2 separate regions of the Rattus norvegicus genome follow, and region 1 is linked to region 2. A link is a contact called in public Hi-C data. All regions are on one chromosome and are shown on one strand. The core of a region is the stretch at or near the end of the contact, and the rest is flanking DNA. Distances in the headings are between cores, read along the strand shown. Region 1 overlaps Susd1 (sushi domain containing 1). Region 2 holds the start of Ugcg (UDP-glucose ceramide glucosyltransferase).

The links. A called contact is a pair of places that touch in the nucleus more often than the background predicts.
Region 1: a Hi-C map of kidney shows a contact between it and region 2, with 5 times the contacts expected there. The contact joins the enhancer-like site here to the promoter of Ugcg in region 2. A contact is called at or near these places in 7 of 12 Hi-C or Micro-C datasets (Schwann cells, frontal cortex, hepatocytes and 4 more).

What each region holds. Positions count from the first base shown.
Region 1 is chr5:78,980,457-78,984,460 of GRCr8, forward strand. All of the region lies in intron 10 of Susd1 (sushi domain containing 1), which reads right to left. Among named protein-coding and RNA genes, the nearest start is that of Susd1, 88 kb to the right of the region's middle. Within about 2 kb of position 2,190, at least 1 of the 93 cell types and tissues checked has an H3K27ac peak or open chromatin away from gene starts, as enhancers often do. A contact at or near this core is called in kidney, where this site is marked.
Region 2 is chr5:78,825,551-78,829,583 of GRCr8, forward strand. Ugcg (UDP-glucose ceramide glucosyltransferase) reads left to right here and starts at 2,456. Exons shown (of 9, transcript NM_031795.2): 1 at 2,456-2,567. The coding sequence starts at 2,470.

The DNA of each region.
Region 1 (4,004 bases), core at 940-3,439, 150 kb after region 2:
CTCGGGTGCAGATGAATGTGCAGATAAAACACCCATGTACATAAGTAAATAAATCTTTAAGAGAAAGTAATAGGGTAGAGAGTGAGGGGGTGCTTATAAAAGAACCTCTAAGGGCATTATGGTTTAAACATGTTCCCCAGATAGCACATGCCAGAAGCTATTCCAAATCCCTACATCATGGGTATTTGAGACGCAGGACCTTTGGGAGGTGACAGAGTCATGAAGACCTCGTCCTTATAATGGGTTAAACCATTCATGGGTTATCAGGGGAGCTGGTCTGAACAAAACCCAGCTGTCTGGTTGCACTTGCTCTGCCTACCATGTGACACCCTCTGTCAGGTCATGGCAGAGCAGGAAGATGCTAACACAATGCTGTCCCCCAGTCCTCAGGCTTCCCAACATCCAAAAGCTATTCTTTGTAAATCTGCAGTCGGTTGTAGCAACAGGGAGCCAAGTGAGACAAGGTGTGACAGTCACACTCCCAAACGTTCATAAAAAACCATAGACGGAGGTTGTCCCAGAAAGAGGTAACAGCAAATGGAAAAGCCTGCAGTGGGAAGAAGTCTGACCCATTTAAGAAAGGGCAAGAAGGCCAGGGAGAGACAGCTGGTACCTGGTGAGAAAGAAGACGAGGAGAAGGTGGGTTAAGGAAGGTGGCCCAGGGTTGGATCACATGCTCTATGGTGTGAATTTGGATTCTCAGTTAGCTTTTGAACTCACTGGAGACCTTTGAGGGAGCACTGTCATGTTCATACTCTTTAGAAGACACCACAGCTGCTGGGTGATCCTTCAATGGCATGGTGAAAACTAAGTTGAGGTGGACAGTGACAGCCAGGATTGAAGGCAGCAAACAGCCCTGAGAGCCAGGCATGGTGGTGTGTACCTCTAACCCTAACACTCGGGAGGCTGAGGCAGGAGGCTTCATGTGAATGAAGTCAACCTGGGCTACAGCCCAAGGGTATAGAGTGAAACTTTGTCATGAAACAAACAAACCAGAAAGCTACTGCAGGAGACCAAGCAAGCAGTTCCTGCTAGGATCCAAGCAGTTCCTGCTAGGATCGGGTCTGCAGAGTTGAAGATGAAGGCAGGAGTAAGTGATTGAAATCACAGTTTGTTAAATGATTAGAAATTTAGGACTCACATAGAGGCAATTAAGACTCTTGGCTCAACCAGCTAATTATGAGAATTCCAGGAACTGAGTTATGAAAACGGACATAATTTTCATAGATTTGGAAGTAAGAAAAGAGGCATGAAATTGGGAATTCTGTCTAATTCGTCTAGCATGCTCAATGGCATATGTTTAGAAGGCGGGTGGATAAGTTTGAATCCAAAGAGGCTGGGCTTAAAGGTACAGATTTGGGGACTGTCAGTATTAAGCAGGTTATAGTCATGAGTGTCATAAATACCACCTAGACAGAAAGATAGTGCAAAGGAAGGGAAGCCAAGGAGGGAGCCATAGAAACAGTTGAGCCAACCAAAAAACACCAGGAAGGCCAGCCAGGAAGACAGAAGGAGCCACCTTGAAAAGGGAAGAGTTTGCAGAAGGATGTCGAGGGCTGCAGAGACAGTATATAACAGTAAGACAGACGGAACGCTTAATAGAGAATGAGAGGGTGTGAAGCCTACAGGGCAGTCATGTCTTTTGGGGAGTTTCTATATAACAGAAGGCTGAAGAAGGCAAGGCAGCTGGAGGGGGACATGGGCCACTGTTAAACGAGATATGGCAATGGGCTCTGTGTGCTGGCACTGATTCTGCATTGGGTAGAAGCTGCTAAGAAGGGCTGGGATCCGGCACACACTTGAGAGGATGGCAGCTTCAGACAGGGGCAGGGACACAGGGAAGGGAATAATGGAGAGAAGGAAGGTAGATGTGGAAGCAACATTCCACCTCGCCATTTCCCAAGGAGACAAGGAGCAAGAAGGCAGGGGTGGGCTGGAGATCAGGGATTAGACTTAAAGGCCTATGTGTATGTATGCACACACTTGTGTGCAAACCAAAGGACAAATGGGGATCCGTTCTGAACTTCTACCACATGGGCTCCAGGGATAAAATTCAGTCACAGGCTTAAGTACAAGCACCTCACAGCACAGCCACCTTATTCTTAAAAGACAAAGCTTTTCACTGAACCTGGAGTTCACCGAGTCAGTGAGCCGTCTGACCAGCAAGCCTTGAAGTCTGCCTGTCTCTAACCCCAACACTAAGTTACATGCCTTTTTACGTGAGTGCCAGGTATCAGACCACAGGTCTCCGACGCCTGCTTGTACAGAAAGCAATTTGCCCACTGAGCCATTTCACTACCCGTAGAACGCTAGTTTAATGTGTTACTAGAGAACAGTAATGAGAAAACTTTTCTTAGGTATGAAATGCTCTAGACTTGTTTGTCATTACTGTTGCTTGTTGTTGCTGCTGCCGCTGTTCTTGTTTGATTTTTTTTTTTTCTGAGGATTTGGCCGAGGCTGACCTCAAACTTGCTATGAACTCCTCCTGATCTTGTCTCTACCTTACAAAGGCTATGATTACAGGCATGAAACACCACGCCTGACTGGAACATTTTAAATGTTTCCAACACCCAGAAGGGACTTAACTCACAGGTTTAAACGGTTTAAATTCAATCGACATTTTGTTTCAGAGAAGGAAACACTGCTGGACAGCTGCCAGCCTCTCTGGGGCTCTCTCCAATTCCACAGGCTTCCTCCCTTCTCTCCTCAGCTTCATTTGCTATGACAGAAAGCAACAGTCTTCTTTATCTGGGCCTATCAACAGCTCTGTGGCAATGCTATTAACTCAAATGCTGTTACTCAGGATTGACCTGTTATCAGGGTTGTCAGGTAGATGACCACAGGAAGTGCTGAGGACAAAGCCTGAAAGCTAACATTGTAGCTGGTGCCTCCGTGGGGGTCCAGGCATATCTCCGGGTCCTGGCTGTTGCTGGCGTTTAAGACCATTTCCTGAACGAATGCCTTCTGATACTACCTCTGGCCCCAAACGTGGAACTGAAAGATGAAATGCTTACAGGAATTTCAGTGAGTGAAACACTCACTGGCGTGAAACATTCCGAATGCCTTGAGACCTGCGCTTTTTCTAGGAGTTCTCTTCCCCCATCCCTCCCCCACCCCATAAAGTTGTTTTCAAGAAATAAATGCAATAAGCTAATAGTAAAATTTCAACAATGTACATGTTTGCACAAATGGTGATGACAATATCACAAGAATAATACAGGGGTTGGGGATTTGGCTCAGTGGTAGAGTGCTTGCCTAGCAAGCGCAAGGCCCTGGGTTCGGTCCCCAGCTCCGAAAAAAAAAAGAATAGAAAAAAAAAAGAATAATACATATATTTTAGAATAAAATACACGAATACACGAAACTTATCATTACATAACTGTAATCTCAACCCCCGGGCATCTTGATTTTTTTTAAATTTTTATATTTTATTTATGTGTATGGGGAGTGGGTATGGGCCCCTGTGTGCAGATGTCCACAGAGGCCAAAAGAGGGCATTGAATCCCAAATAGAGAAGATTACAGGCCGGTGTGAGCGGGTGAGGGGTGTGGGGACTGGGAACCAAACTCTGGTCCTAGGCAAGAGGGACAGACACTCTTAAGCTCTGAGCCATCCCCTCTGGGCCTGAGTGTTTTATGCCATGCTGGCCACATAGAAAGTCCAAGGCCAGCCGAGAACGCAGAGTGAAACCGTCTCAGATGAAAGATAAAATGGAAGGACAAATCTCAGAAGCCCCTACGTAGCAGCTTGTTCTTTTTTGTCCTTGCGTTTACAGTGTGGAAGCCAAGGGGCAAAACCACAGGAGCAAGGAAGATTCTCCTGGAGAGAAAACTAGGGATCGGAATGAAGCACCACCTGACTAGGGTGCTCCATTTTGTAACATCCAGACACTGAAGCAGAAGCCCCTCTCTTCCCACAGTTACCCTTCCTTCGGTGGCCATGGATCTTCATAGATTCCCTGTGACTGTCACACACACAAGACCTGGTCTCTGCAGAGTCACCGG
Region 2 (4,033 bases), core at 1,206-3,705:
AACCAACGAAGCTGCACATTGTTATCATCCAAAGTCACACTTCATATTTACATTCACTCTTGGCGGACTGTCCCACCCCTGACAAGCGTACGTCGTGGGTCACATGGGCCATCACAGGGTCGTACAGAACAAGTGGCAAACACTGGGATCTTTGTTTTGCACTTTGCCATTCTCAGAGTATCACTGTTGAAATCACAAAGTGTGTTGACTTTTTAGATTGGTGTATGAGAAATTCCGTTAATGTTGATATTTTCGTTGGGCGGGAGGGATGGCTCAATTGTTAAGGGCATTGGCTGCTCTTCCAAAGGACCTGTGTCCATCTGTAACTCTAATTCTGGGGGAATCAGATGGGGGAATCAGACGGGGGAATCACACGCCCTCTTCTGTCCTCCGTGGGTACTGCATGCACGTTCTACCTGGGTCTTTTTAAAGATCAGCAAGTGCTCTTCATAGTTGAGCCATCTTACCAGCCCCTAGAGCTGTGGTTGGAAAGTCAGGTTTGAGCAGACTGAATTTAACCAAGATGAAGTGCAACATTTGATCTTTACTCGGTTATACCCAATTACACCCGCTTTGTCTTTTCTGTGGAAATCCTTTGCTGTAAGGGTCTAGGAAAGATTTGACATGAAAATGTCAAATGAAAATGACAATGAAAAATGCTACAAAATGCCAAATTGAGAAAGTCATATTGTTGACCAAGTCCAAGCGAGTACTGATAACACACAACATTGTTTCGCATGTGACTGACAAGCACATTTTAATAGGAGCATGGCCTATTATTTTTATTTGTAAGATGTCATTGAGTGTGAGGTGCATTTTCATTTTGGATTCTTGAAATAATGGATTCTTGAAAATGCATTGAGAATGCTTTAAAAGTGGGCCTTGGAACTGATTAATCACCATTTTGGCATTTAAAGCCCTTTGTTATTATTTCCATTTATGGATTCCACTGTAGTGCTGTAACTTCACTAACCAATAACTCTCAACAACTAGAAATTAATTCTAAGCATGGTTCTTTCCCACTGATTTTTACACCAGTAGAACAAAGGACATTGCAAACCTTAAATTCGTGTAATTGTAGTTTATCGTGTAAATCATAGATTGAAGCCGCCAATTATTAACTAGAATCAATAGCAAAACGAAACCCGAATTCAATTCTGAAATCCCTCGAGAGCGCTCAGGAATTATTTTTAAAAAGTAACTTGAATAATAAACAGCTTAAACGCAGAACAATTGTAAACACTATAGATGTATCCAGGCTGAAGAAACAAATGCAAACATTGACTACTAGCCTCGCCCAGTACTGACTTAAAATTAGAATACTCTTTTGTTTTTCCACCACAGGGGTTCACTGAATTTGCCCAACCTGGCCTGGAACCTGTGTGCTCAAGTTCAGGTAATCCTCCTGCTTCAGTCCCAGGAGTAACTGGGCCACATACAGCCTTCTCACACTGTGCCTAGCTTTTATTTCCCCATTTTCAGTATCGTGCACATGCGTAATTAAACCTTTTAGTAATAGCAACATCTAACACTTTTAAAAAGAAGTAACGTAATTTCAACTAGTATGTCTAAAATCTATTCCAGCAAATACCACAAGATTTATGAATGAGATGGTCAGCGGTGTAATGGCAATACTAACAGCCCAGCATTGCTCGAACTAGCTACATTTCCATAACTCTTTTGGCTACATCTTAGCCAAGTTACACTCAGCTGCCTTAGAGGACGCCCAGTCTTGCGCGAATTCAGCACCAAGCCATTCTTCCAATTCTGAGTTTGGGGATTCCTTAAATAACACAGTCTCTGGGCTCCTCCGGATTTGGCCAAGATAAAATGTAGAGGCGGCGCGTGCTGCTTAGAGACGGTGCGGGGGGTTGGGGTGCGCACCGAGACTGACCCCGCGGGCGCGGGCGGCGGCGGCAGCGGTTGGTAGCTGCGGGGCAGCGAGCACGAGGGGGCAGCTCCGCCCGTGGGCGCGCGGGCCGGCAAGGAGGCGCGAGGGCGCCGCCCCGGGTGGAAGGGGGGGCGGGCACCGGCTCCAGAGGGCGGGGCGGGGCGGACCCGCATCGTGCCGGGATTCGGGCGCCGGCAGCGGGCACGGACCAGAACGCGGAGCCGCGGCGAGCGAGAGGGACGGCGGCGGCGGCGGCAGCAGCCGGGAGGGTCTGGACCACCGGAGCCCGAGCGCGCGGCAACGGCCGCCTGGAGCGCGCAGCGCGGTCAGCCTGCGCTCGAAGCACACCAGCACGCGCACGCTAAGGGGAGCGCGGTACCGAGCGCGCGCCGAGCGGCCGGGGGCGCGCAGGCCCTGCCCGCCCCTTCCGTCCGCACGCCCGCCGCCCCGCCGGCCCTTCCTCTCCCACCTTCCACTCGCGGCCCGCGCCCCGCACCCGGCGGCCCCCGCGTCCTCCTCCCGCGGCAGCGCTGTCCGCGGCGGCCGGAGCGGGCCGGGCCGGGCCAGCGGGCCGGGGGATGGCGCTGCTGGACCTGGCCCAGGAGGGAATGGCCTTGTTCGGCTTCGTGCTCTTCGTGGTGCTGTGGCTGATGCATTTCATGTCCATCATCTACACGTGAGTTAGAGGGTCGGGGCCTGGGGACGAGCTGGACTGGCAGGCGTGTATGCGGTGGAGGGTAGCGTTCTGCGAGGATAGAGAAAGCTGGTCCCCAAACGGTCCCCCCCAATCGATCTCCTTGAGGCGGTGCGGCGCGGGGTCCTGGAGAAGGAATAGCGCTGGAGTCGCCACCCGACTCCTGGGTTGCAGGCGACTGCAGAGCTCTCGGAGAGAAGCCTGCTTCTCTCTCTGGTGGAGGGTTGTCTTCTTGGTCTGATTGTGTAGGAGATTCGTGTGGTTTTTTTTTCCCCCATCTGGGCGAAGATGTATGGTGTATTGTGAGGTTTTCCCCTCCCTCCGCGCGGGCCACGTCTCTGTTATGGAGATGGTCCTTTACACTCTTCCGGGAGCTGCTCACCACCACCCTGAGACTTCCCAGTGGATCACCTCCTTCCTAGAAGAGCTGTGTGCTTAGATAGGTGTGGAACACCTGCCGGCCTTGAAGAACGTCCGTCGCCGAGCCTGTGCTATGTAGCTTCGAGTCCTGTCAGGGTGGCATTTCAGTATCATTTCTTTATTTTTTTTCTCCGAGTATTTATTGGCTTGTTCGGAGTTGCATCCTTCCTCTGTTTTCCACATACATCTTTTCACTTGACAGGTACCTCCCAAGGCCTACTAGGTACCACCTGGTATTGGGGACCCAGGTAGAGTAGGACAAAACTCCTGCCCTCGTGAAGCTTACATTCTAGAAGGAAGAAACATGATAGAAATCTAAATAAGAGGTTATTCCCTCTAAAGCTTACGACTAAAACAGAACAGGGTGAAGGGGCAGAGAGAGACATGAGAGAGGTGGCTAAGTTTTGATCCATCAATGAAATGTCTTTGAAAAGAAGCCTATTTAAATGTGTAGAGATGAACTCACTTGGCATATTAGCCTGAATGGGGGGGGGTTGGGGTGCTAACTACTAAATAGGAATTGGCTAGAATAGCATGTATATTAATGAAGAACAGGGAAGGATGTTAGGCAATTTTAGATTTTTTTTTTCCACTATAGAAAAGGTGCTTTTCTCCATTTGGTGTGCCATTTCCTGATACTGAGACACTTGTATAAGATGAGCAGACAGGTTTTTTGTTTTTTGTTTTTTTTTTTTTTTTTTGAAAGTGAAAGAAAACGTACCCTGCTTGGAATTTAGAAATTTAAGCTGTATTCATTTTAACTCGGTGGGCTCTTTAAAAAAAAAAATAGTTATTTCATCAGGAATTTGGACAGTGCAGAGAGGAATAAAGAAATAACGCATATCAAAATGTTTCCTTGTTAACCTTTTTTTTTGCCTACCTTCCCAATTACGTTTTTATATCTGAAGAGGGCAGGCAAAGGAGGAGAGAGGGGACTGTACCATGTCGTGACTGTTCAATGGTCTGCTTTAAAATCTCATCTACTGAACAAGTGTTTTCTGAGAGGCAGTACAGGGCACTGTGCTAGA